Regions from separate parts of the Triticum aestivum genome. Here region 1 is linked to region 2. A link is a contact called in public Hi-C data. All regions are on one chromosome and are shown on one strand. The core of a region is the stretch at or near the end of the contact, and the rest is flanking DNA. Distances in the headings are between cores, read along the strand shown.

The links. Hi-C and Micro-C count contacts between places; a contact is called where the count stands out from the background.
Region 1: a Hi-C map of leaf shows a contact between it and region 2, with 3 times the contacts expected there. The contact joins the promoter of LOC123087285 here to the promoter of LOC123087284 in region 2. A contact is called at or near these places in 3 of 5 Hi-C or Micro-C datasets (leaf and an unstated tissue).

Annotation. Positions count from the first base shown.
Region 1 is chr4A:592,742,010-592,746,395 of IWGSC CS RefSeq v2.1, reverse strand. LOC123087285 (BEL1-like homeodomain protein 7) reads right to left here and starts at 2,846. Exons shown (of 6, transcript XM_044509257.1): 1 at 2,707-2,846; 2 at 1,261-1,364; 3 at 1-583. The coding sequence starts at 502.
Region 2 is chr4A:592,594,788-592,599,366 of IWGSC CS RefSeq v2.1, reverse strand. LOC123087284 (serine/arginine-rich SC35-like splicing factor SCL30) reads left to right here and starts at 2,578. Exons shown (of 8, transcript XM_044509255.1): 1 at 2,578-2,701; 2 at 3,460-3,613; 3 at 3,727-3,804. The coding sequence starts at 3,468.

The DNA of each region.
Region 1 (4,386 bases), core at 1,597-4,096, 150 kb before region 2:
GCTTTGGGGACCAGTATGGGTATGAAGGTGCCAGGATATGTGTGTTGAGGCTCAGAGACAATCCTTGGCCTGGTGCTGATGGAACACTCGCCGAACTGGGGTTGTTCAACAAGCCGAAATCAAGCTGTGCACTGCTATGGGCATCATTGTGGATGAGATCACCACCACCACCACCACTCTGTGCACCATCCATGAAATGCATTAACATCTCATTCCTCATATCTTTGACAGGAGCGAAGGAGCTTTGCTCTGTGAGCGAGGTGACCATGTTAGGAGGTTCCCTTGATGATGAATGTTCTGAAGGATGGCCATGCAGCTCCATGAAATTTTGCTGAGGCTGGATAATGCCACTGAATTCCGTATATGGTCCAGAAGATGCATTGTTTGAATAGAGCAAGTTCCCCAGGGCTGACGGCACGGGATACGACGCATTTCCCGTGTCTGGTGAGTACATGGTTTGCGGGTCCCTTTCGTCACCCGGGCTTGAGTAATAATTAGACATGCCACAACTTTGACTGCTCACTTATGAAGCAACTGCATGCCACTTGTGAAGTCAACCCAATCAAGATTCTAATTGACCTGCCTGCAAATGGGGAAAAAAGGAAGGGTTGAGCATAACACTGAAGAAGAATAACCAACTCAAAAAGGAAGTGCTTCTATCCTCAAACAGTAAGAGAGGATGCAACCAATAGTAATTCCTTATCTCTTTCTTTCCAGAAAAAAAAACTCAGGCCCTGTCTCTTCTGCAAGGGCACAAGATACACACACACACACACACACACAGTAGCCATCACGAGTGATTTAAGCCCAGAGCCTCACATTTGTACTCTTTGACAGCAGTTACCACCGTTGTGTTCCATTTTTGTTTTTCACATTTGTACCATGGAAGAAACAGACACCAATGCTCAGGAAACAAGACAATGCAAGGTGACAGTGCAAGATGCTTGTTTGCAGGCTAAAGGTACAGGTGGTCCGCCATCTATGAGCTCAGCTCAGCTAGGTTCTTGGCCGTTTGCACCTTCCTCACCAAGACGGTGAGAATGTGGTGGGAAATTCCTTATGTTTCACCAGAATAACACAAGCATCCAAAGGGGCCAAAGCCACCCGAAGGAACCACCAAACCAGATAACACGGCCGGCCTCTATACCACACATACAAACACAAAACTGCAAAAGCACGGATTATTTTGTGTTTCTGAAGAAAATATTGTTATTTTGCCTGTTCTTGAATGAAATACGATTATGTGCTGGCCGGCAATACCTTGTCTGATCAATCATTGATGGCCGAGGCGTGCGCAGGACTCCTTCACCAGCTCAGCGGCAACCACCGAAGATACGGGCGTGCACCGATGATTCAGGATGATTCTGGAAGAAGAGATGAATGAAATGGCATCAGATGGCTAGCTAGATAGAAACTACTTTCATACTACTTGTTTGCAGCTCGGATTTTAAGTAATTTTCAATGATACGACAGAGGTGGGAGTGGTGAGCCAGGAGCAATGTCCAAGGCACAGCCTTGTTGTCAGTTGTCACACGCAAAAGATGAATATAATAACTTAAAATTCTGATGACAAGAGCTAAGAGTTCCCTTGCACAGATAAATGCTGCACTACAAGATACAGCAAAACAAGAGACGAAAAATAAGAGCATGGGTTTCATCAGGGCATCCAATGAAACAAAGATTCAAGGATCAGCAAGCAAAGATGGAAGGGTTCCCACTGTAACCAGATCTACTGGTAGCTGGAAGAGTGCCCAAAAGCCAGCTCTACTGGTAGCTGGGGGAGGGGAAGCAACTAGAAACTCAGATTGAGGTACCAAGACCGCATATGAAACACAGAATTCTAAGAGGATACCCAAGAATTCCATACCAAAGAGGTGAAGAGGGGGTAATTTCTTGAGGCATCAAAAACAGGGGAACCAAGAACTTGAGGCCAAAACCCCCAATACCTTCAGTTCCTCAAGAATCCCAACTCTAGGCTGCACTAAAATCCACAGCCAAGGCTCCTAATCTCTCCCAGCTCCTGAACTGAAGAACCCAGGCAGAAACACCAAGAAGAGGCCTCGCAATTCAGAGAGGCTAGCTAGCCACATACCTATCGCCGCACTCAAAAGCCAAGAAAAGCTCACCAACCAATCATTGGAGCCGATAACAGCAGCACCACACGGAAAGAAAAAAGATAAACAAAAAGGATCGGTTGCAGTTGCAGTTGCACCCACTCAGATCAGACACCCCAATTCCCCGAAGCGAAGAAGCAGCAGCAAGAACCAGAGCAGCAAAATCACGCGAACATGCGCAAGGAATTTCCGCCCCTGCCGCCGCCGCCGCCGCCGCGGCCAGCGGAGGGGGGGGCAATGATGCGGAGAGGGGGATAGAATATTGGGGAAAGGGAGGGTGACCTGAGGGCGGGGGGCAGGCAGCGGCCGGCAGAGGGATTGCTGTCACGAGCCCCGCAAGCCGATCTTGGCTGGGGATAGCGGGAGGGGAGAGAGACAGCGGCGGAGAGGAGAAAGAAAATCGGTGAATCTTTGCTCCTCCCTCTCTCTCTCTCTCCTCCGGCACGGGGACAAAATCAGATCCCTCCCACCCGGGATTACAATAATCTTGGCCGCTGCTGCTGCTTCTTCAACCTTCCGCTGCTGCTTCTTCTCGGGCCCAAAAAACAAATGGGTAAACAAAGCGGGCACCAACCACTAACGACTGTCATACCAGCATATGATAATGCGGAGGAGGGCTCCGGCCGGAAAATTTCCCTCTTTTTCTTTCTCGGCGTTCTTTATTGCTGCTGCTGTTAGCGGAGGATGGGACGGGACGGGATGGATAATTGGGTGGGGTGGGGTGGGGTGGGGGGCGTTCGGGGGCGGGTTTAGGCTTTAATCCAAACCGGGAGCTGTTGGGGAGGCATTTGGTTTGCTTGTTTGTTTGGCGGTGCGTCCACCACCACCACCACCACCACGGCCTCCTTCGAGGTGCTTCTTCTCGTTGTTCCATCCACCGTAACGCGTGTTGATTTGATTTGATGTATCGTGGAGCTTGTTTATGGTTTTAATTATGTGATGTTGTGTCAGGCTGTGCTGGGTCTGGCTTATCATTATTGCTGGGATTATGGGATGTGACACAAAGTCTAAAACTGATTTATTGGGAGAGGGTTTTGTTTTTATTTATTTTTAGAATGCGGTGCAGATGCAGAGGCATGCCATGTTGAGGTTGACGAAGTCATCACAGGCGTCTCGTACTCGACGGGAACAATGCAAGCACCGGGATTTGAACCCTCGTGGGTTGGGGTTACCGCTGTCCTCATTACCATCCAGCCGTGGATTGGTTCACGGGAGAGGGTTTTATTGGGGAGTATGAAATAGAGGTGAGTTTGTGACATGGCTACTCGGATGGTTAGCGAGGTGGTTGTGTTGTATTGCACGCCCCTTTCTCCGACGGATTATTCTTGCGGTTGTAAAGGGTGGTCATGGCGACCGAGAAGGGTATGCATGCGAGATGGCATCGGATATATAAGATCATGTGACTTGGTTTGTTGTCTTGGGGGTACAAACCCCGCCCTGTAACGCCTAACATGCGGCTCTAGCCCGATCCAGACTTGAAAATCTCGATGGGGGTAGAAACGAATATCGCGACACATAGCAAGGTGGACATCATTAAAAAGTACCGTCAACTGAATAGAAGAGAATATAAGATATAGTTGGCTTACACTCGCCACAAGCTACAACATGAATATCTCAATACATCAATACATAGCGGTCATCATGCAGAAGAGCTTTCTTCGACCCATCGTCTCCAGAAGAATGAAATGCATAAAACCACCAAATTCATATCCTAATTAGAAAAAATGTCGGAATTCAAAACCTGACAAAACACATTATCTTTGATAGTGGTAAAAACACCGACGAAACTTTTGAGTGAGTTTTGACGTGGTAAAGCTTGGCGACGGGTGTGACGGCAAGCATTAATGATCATTAACGGATCGGTCAGGGCGGCACTCTCGGTCTGAGGCGCGGGGTTGGCTCACTCTCTCCCCCGTCATTCTCCTCCCCTTGTCAGCGGTAGAGGGGGCATAACAGCCCACCATGCCGATGGCGATGGGGGGGGGGCACGGCACACCACGACGGCAACAAGGGCAATTGTTGTGGTAACAACATCTTCCATTCCTTGTCACCACTGCTGAAGCACGGCTGCGGTGGCACTCACCAGTAGGAGGAGTTGTTTCACTTATCTCTCATTCTATTTAGAAATTAGGTTTAGACCTAGGATTTGGGTATTATGGTTTGTGTTTGTGTGGGAATTAGGGTTTGTGGTCAGTTTGGAACTTAGGGTTAGGGAAGTGTCGATTGGGTGCATTGAGAGCGATCAGTGTGTGTTGATTCAATGAATCATTGA
Region 2 (4,579 bases), core at 1,329-3,828:
GAGATCCGCTGGTTTTCACACCGACAGATGCGTTGGAGGCGGCTGGCTATGAGGACGTGACGGAGGCAAACGCGGACACAGAGGCGGAGGCTGCCTACGCGGCGGCGACATCACCACCTTGATCAGTGGCTGGGATTGCCAGTCCGGCAGGGCAGAAATGCACAGATTGTCGGACTGATATTCTTTTGAATTCAGACATGTAAAAACTAAGTATATTTGCCTTTTTTCGGTTGTGATCGGGCATTGCAATCCAGCATGTTGTGTTGATCAGATCGGTGTACATTTGAATTTGAATTTATTGGCGGACATATACACGCTAGGGTTGGATGGCGTCCCCCGTATCCATATCCACGTAGAGATGCGGGGGAAAAATTTACGGGTTGCCGTTGAAGATGCCCTAAGGCTCATAACTAATTAGACACAAGGGGCCGTGTTGAAGTATATTGTCTGCCTCACAATTGGTTCAGACTTTTAATTCTCAAACAAAAAGTGGTTCAAACTTTTGGATGAAGTAATTCATGAATTAGAAAGAAATGAAGATATTGTTCTTTAATAAACACAACAAAATCACGCTAAAAAATAACAAACAAAACAAAACAAAGTGACGAGTCCTTTTGAAGTTCTTCTTTTTAGCCGAATCATCTTCAAAAAAAAAAAAACACGGCATGCATGTTGCATGCGGGGGAAAAACCCACTCCGTCCTTCTCACGCCTGTGTTGCGCGTGACTTGGATTTGAAATGATTTGGCGCGTGCGCACGCATAAACAAACACGGGCCGGTCGAGACTCGAGATCAAGCATCAACCTACTGTAGCCAGACTTGTAGCCTCGTGGAAATTCTCAGTCATAGAGGGGAGGACGTAGTTTCTTTTCTTTTTTGTTTGACGTGTGGTGGGGGAGGACGTAGCTTGGGCTCGACATGGGCCGAGAGCCGTGGCGACCGGGGCACGGGTACGGTCTACTCCACCAGAGACATCACATGTGCCTACGCCCGACGAGTGGCTCGTCGCGTTGCGTCGGCGCTCATCACTCGGCACGTTTTTCTTGTTAAATTAAAAACTGCCCAACGTATTTTACCCGCCACCAACTTATCCGCTGTTATTTTACTCTGGTTTTCTCCTAGGTGGCGCCGGTCAGCAAGAAATTAGACGAGGGCACAAGGCCCACACGCCATAGTCTTCCCCTAACTCTCCTCGCTCCGTGTTCTCTCTTTTTGGATCCCCTTCCCGTCTTCCCACCACCGGCTTCTCTGCGGCAGGGGATATCCCACCTCTGTCGCCTCCCAACCCTCGACTCCGCTGCCATATTTTGATGTCGCTCGTGCGCGCTTAGGAGGGTGGGAGGGGGTGGGGGTGCACTTCGTCGAGCCAGAGCACACCTTCGCAGGCGCTAACTTGTGTGCACTGGTCCGACGCCACACGGTCGTACAGATTTCGAAACCACACATTTGTCCATACTAGCAGAGCGTCTCACACACCTGTCATTGAGTAAACACGCAACCATTCGGTCCTGCGCAGTCGTTCAACCCTTTACAACCGCCGGACACCGCACCGTCGTCCAACGCCGAGTTGCTATATTTTTTTCACTCCTCGCCGGCGACCCTTAGGGTGATAGAGCGCGAGCTCGGTGGCCACCACCGGCGGAGCTACGTTAGGGCCAAACAAGGCCGTGGCCCGCCCAGCTTTTCCAAAAAAATATTTATACCTAAGCTTACTGCTCAGCTCACAGACACACAAGACTAGTCAGCATGCAGCAATTCAAGTTTAGCACCATGTTTAGCAACCTGGCCCGCCCAGCTTTTTGCTGGTAGCTCCGCCACTGGTGGCCACCATCGTCGTCGGGATTGAGCTTGCAACTGTAGGAGCCATCCTTGGCTATCTCACAACTAGGCTACGTGCTGGGACTTCAGCTCCTATTGTCGCTGGCCAACCGCCACAACATATGTTCCCCATTTGGCGGCAAAGGGAAGAGGGAGAAGGGATTTGGGCGGGGAAATAGATGGGAAGAATATGAATGTTGGGTTGTATCGGTTTTCTAGGTGATGTGGTGCCACTTAGTTCAGAACCAGTCAAAAACACATAGATGTTTGTCTTTTAAATGGTTTTGAGAGTTGAGGGTGGAACTTGGACCAAACTGAAGTCAAGGGTTGTAATTGTACTTAGCCATATTTTTTTTCCTTTTTCCTTTTATTTTTCGATTATTTTCTTTTTGAGTTTTTTGGAAATTTCGTTTTTTTAAAGAATTTAGTTTTTTTAATGTTATGAATTTTAAAAAATGTTCATATTTAAAAAAACATTCATAAAATTCAAAAAAAATGTTCTTAAAAAATCACTTTTTGAAAACAACCAATATTAGTTTTTTTATAGGAAAGAAAGATTGAACACTGAAAACCCCAATGAAAAACAGAAAGAAAAAAATCGCTGGAAACCTTCCTTAGAGTTGCTTTTAGAATTGGGCCTGCGCACGCACGTCGACTGGGGCAGGGACTTTGGGCCTTGCTTTTAGAATTATCGAAACAAGGCCCATCTGACTGAAACTCAAATAGGGTTACAATACAGGCCCACAAGATAGCAAACCCATCCTTTCTATATATCGCGTCCTCGCCACCCCCACCTCTCTTGCCCTCTCTTTCCCCTCGCACAATCGCGGCGTCGGCGGCTGCGGCGGAACCTCCCCGGCGATCACCGGACTCACCCCGGCAGGTACCGCGCTTTCCTCCCTCCCCACCTGTATCCGCGTGCCCACGACAGCGTTCGTTCCTACGCGTACGCGTGCTTGCGCGGTCTTTCGCCGGAAGCCCTAGGTCTGCGGCGCGGGCTTAGATCCCCGGCGTATTCGGCGGGTTCCTTGCTGGTCCTCCCGGGGCAAACCCGCGGTCTTCAGTTTTGACTCCTGAAGTCTCATCGCCCGCTGGAAATATCGAATCTTGCCCCAGAGAGGCTCGTTAGGCTGTTCATGTCACGCTGTTCATTAATCATCACGCTGAATCAACTGTACTAGACGTGGCAATAGGTTGGCTGACGCCGCATTGTCTGGAACTTGCCACAGAGGTTGTTTGATTCTTGGTATTGAAAACCGTAGAAAAGATTCTTGTGTGCTAACTTGCATGCAAGTCCACGGGAAATTTTGCTTTGTCTTCATGGCAGCCATGGCAATCACCTAATAATCCTTCAAGAAAATTCATGCATTATTCCCGTGGTGCGACCAAACAATGAAATTTTGCTTTGTCTTCATGGCAGCCATGGCAATCACCTAATAATCCTTCAAGAAAATTCACGTATTATTCATGTGGTGCGACCAAACAGTTTATAATGTTAAATTGTTACCTTCTTCGGTGTTTTCAATCTACGACTTAACATGCCATAGCATCCAACTCCTACATTTTTTAACTGTCTCTGTGTTTTTGGAATCCTCAAATCAAAGAGGGCCGTAACATGTCATGTGGTGTATGTAATTACAGGCAAAGCAATGAGGAGGTACAGTCCCCAATACCGGAGTCCCCCAAGGAGGGGATATGGTGGCAGAGGTAGAAGTCCCCCAAGGAGGGGATATGGAGGACGGAGGGAGCAGGGTTCAGGAAGCCTCTTGGTCCGCAACATCCCATTGAGCTGCAGGTAGAATTACTGTGACATGGATACAGCTTTCCTGATGACTTCGTTTTTCACGAAAGAAGAATATTTCACTTCTCAAGGTATTTACCTTAGTTTTGTTCTCTTATCTGTGGCAGGCCGGAGGATCTACGGGTTCCTTTTGAAAGGTTTGGTCCTGTTCGGGATGTGTACCTGCCAAAGGATTATTACACCAGGTAGGTTTTATGTACTCGCACAATTTATTTGCAGTTGGCAAACAATTTTTGGCCTTGTTTCCCATGATAATGTGAAATATAGAAAAATAAGGACTTGAATGCTTATCTACATTGTTGTTGCATAAGATTGGTAATCCCAGCCTTTTTTTCATGAAGAGATGTTGTGAGCATATCTTTCAGATTTGGTGTGATTTTGGTTTGCAATCATGTTTGTGCATTAACGTTTAGGCCCAATGAAAATACTCTAGTCATTGCAGTCTGTTCATGTGCTTCGGTGATTAATTTTTGTCACTAGAATGTGTGATTAACCAATCTGGAAATGCTTATATTACCTTGTCTTGCGTATTCATCCATTCCTATGATAGTATCTTTTTTCTGAAATAATTGCCAGGGTAGTATTGGTTTGATGCAAAGTACAATCCCTTGATTTGTTGAAGAATGTTTTTTATATTCCTAACAATTCATTTGCTTGGCAAGATAGAGTCTTGTCCGAATGAAGAAGTTCTTCTATGAAGACAAAGATTTGATTTGAGAAAATTAGTTTCGTGAAGAGAAGATAAAGAGAGTTGTATTGGGTAGTCCATGAGAAGATTAAATGAAGCGAAGTTCATTTGAAGTACTTTTGAGACTTTTCAAACATTGAGGAACTTGAAGCGAATGATTTTACGAAGATGCTCTTTATGAGGATCACCGTACTTAGTCATTATACAAGAAATTTGTACAAGAAACTTGGATACTAGGGCCTGGACATGTAGCTGTGTTTTGCAACACTTGC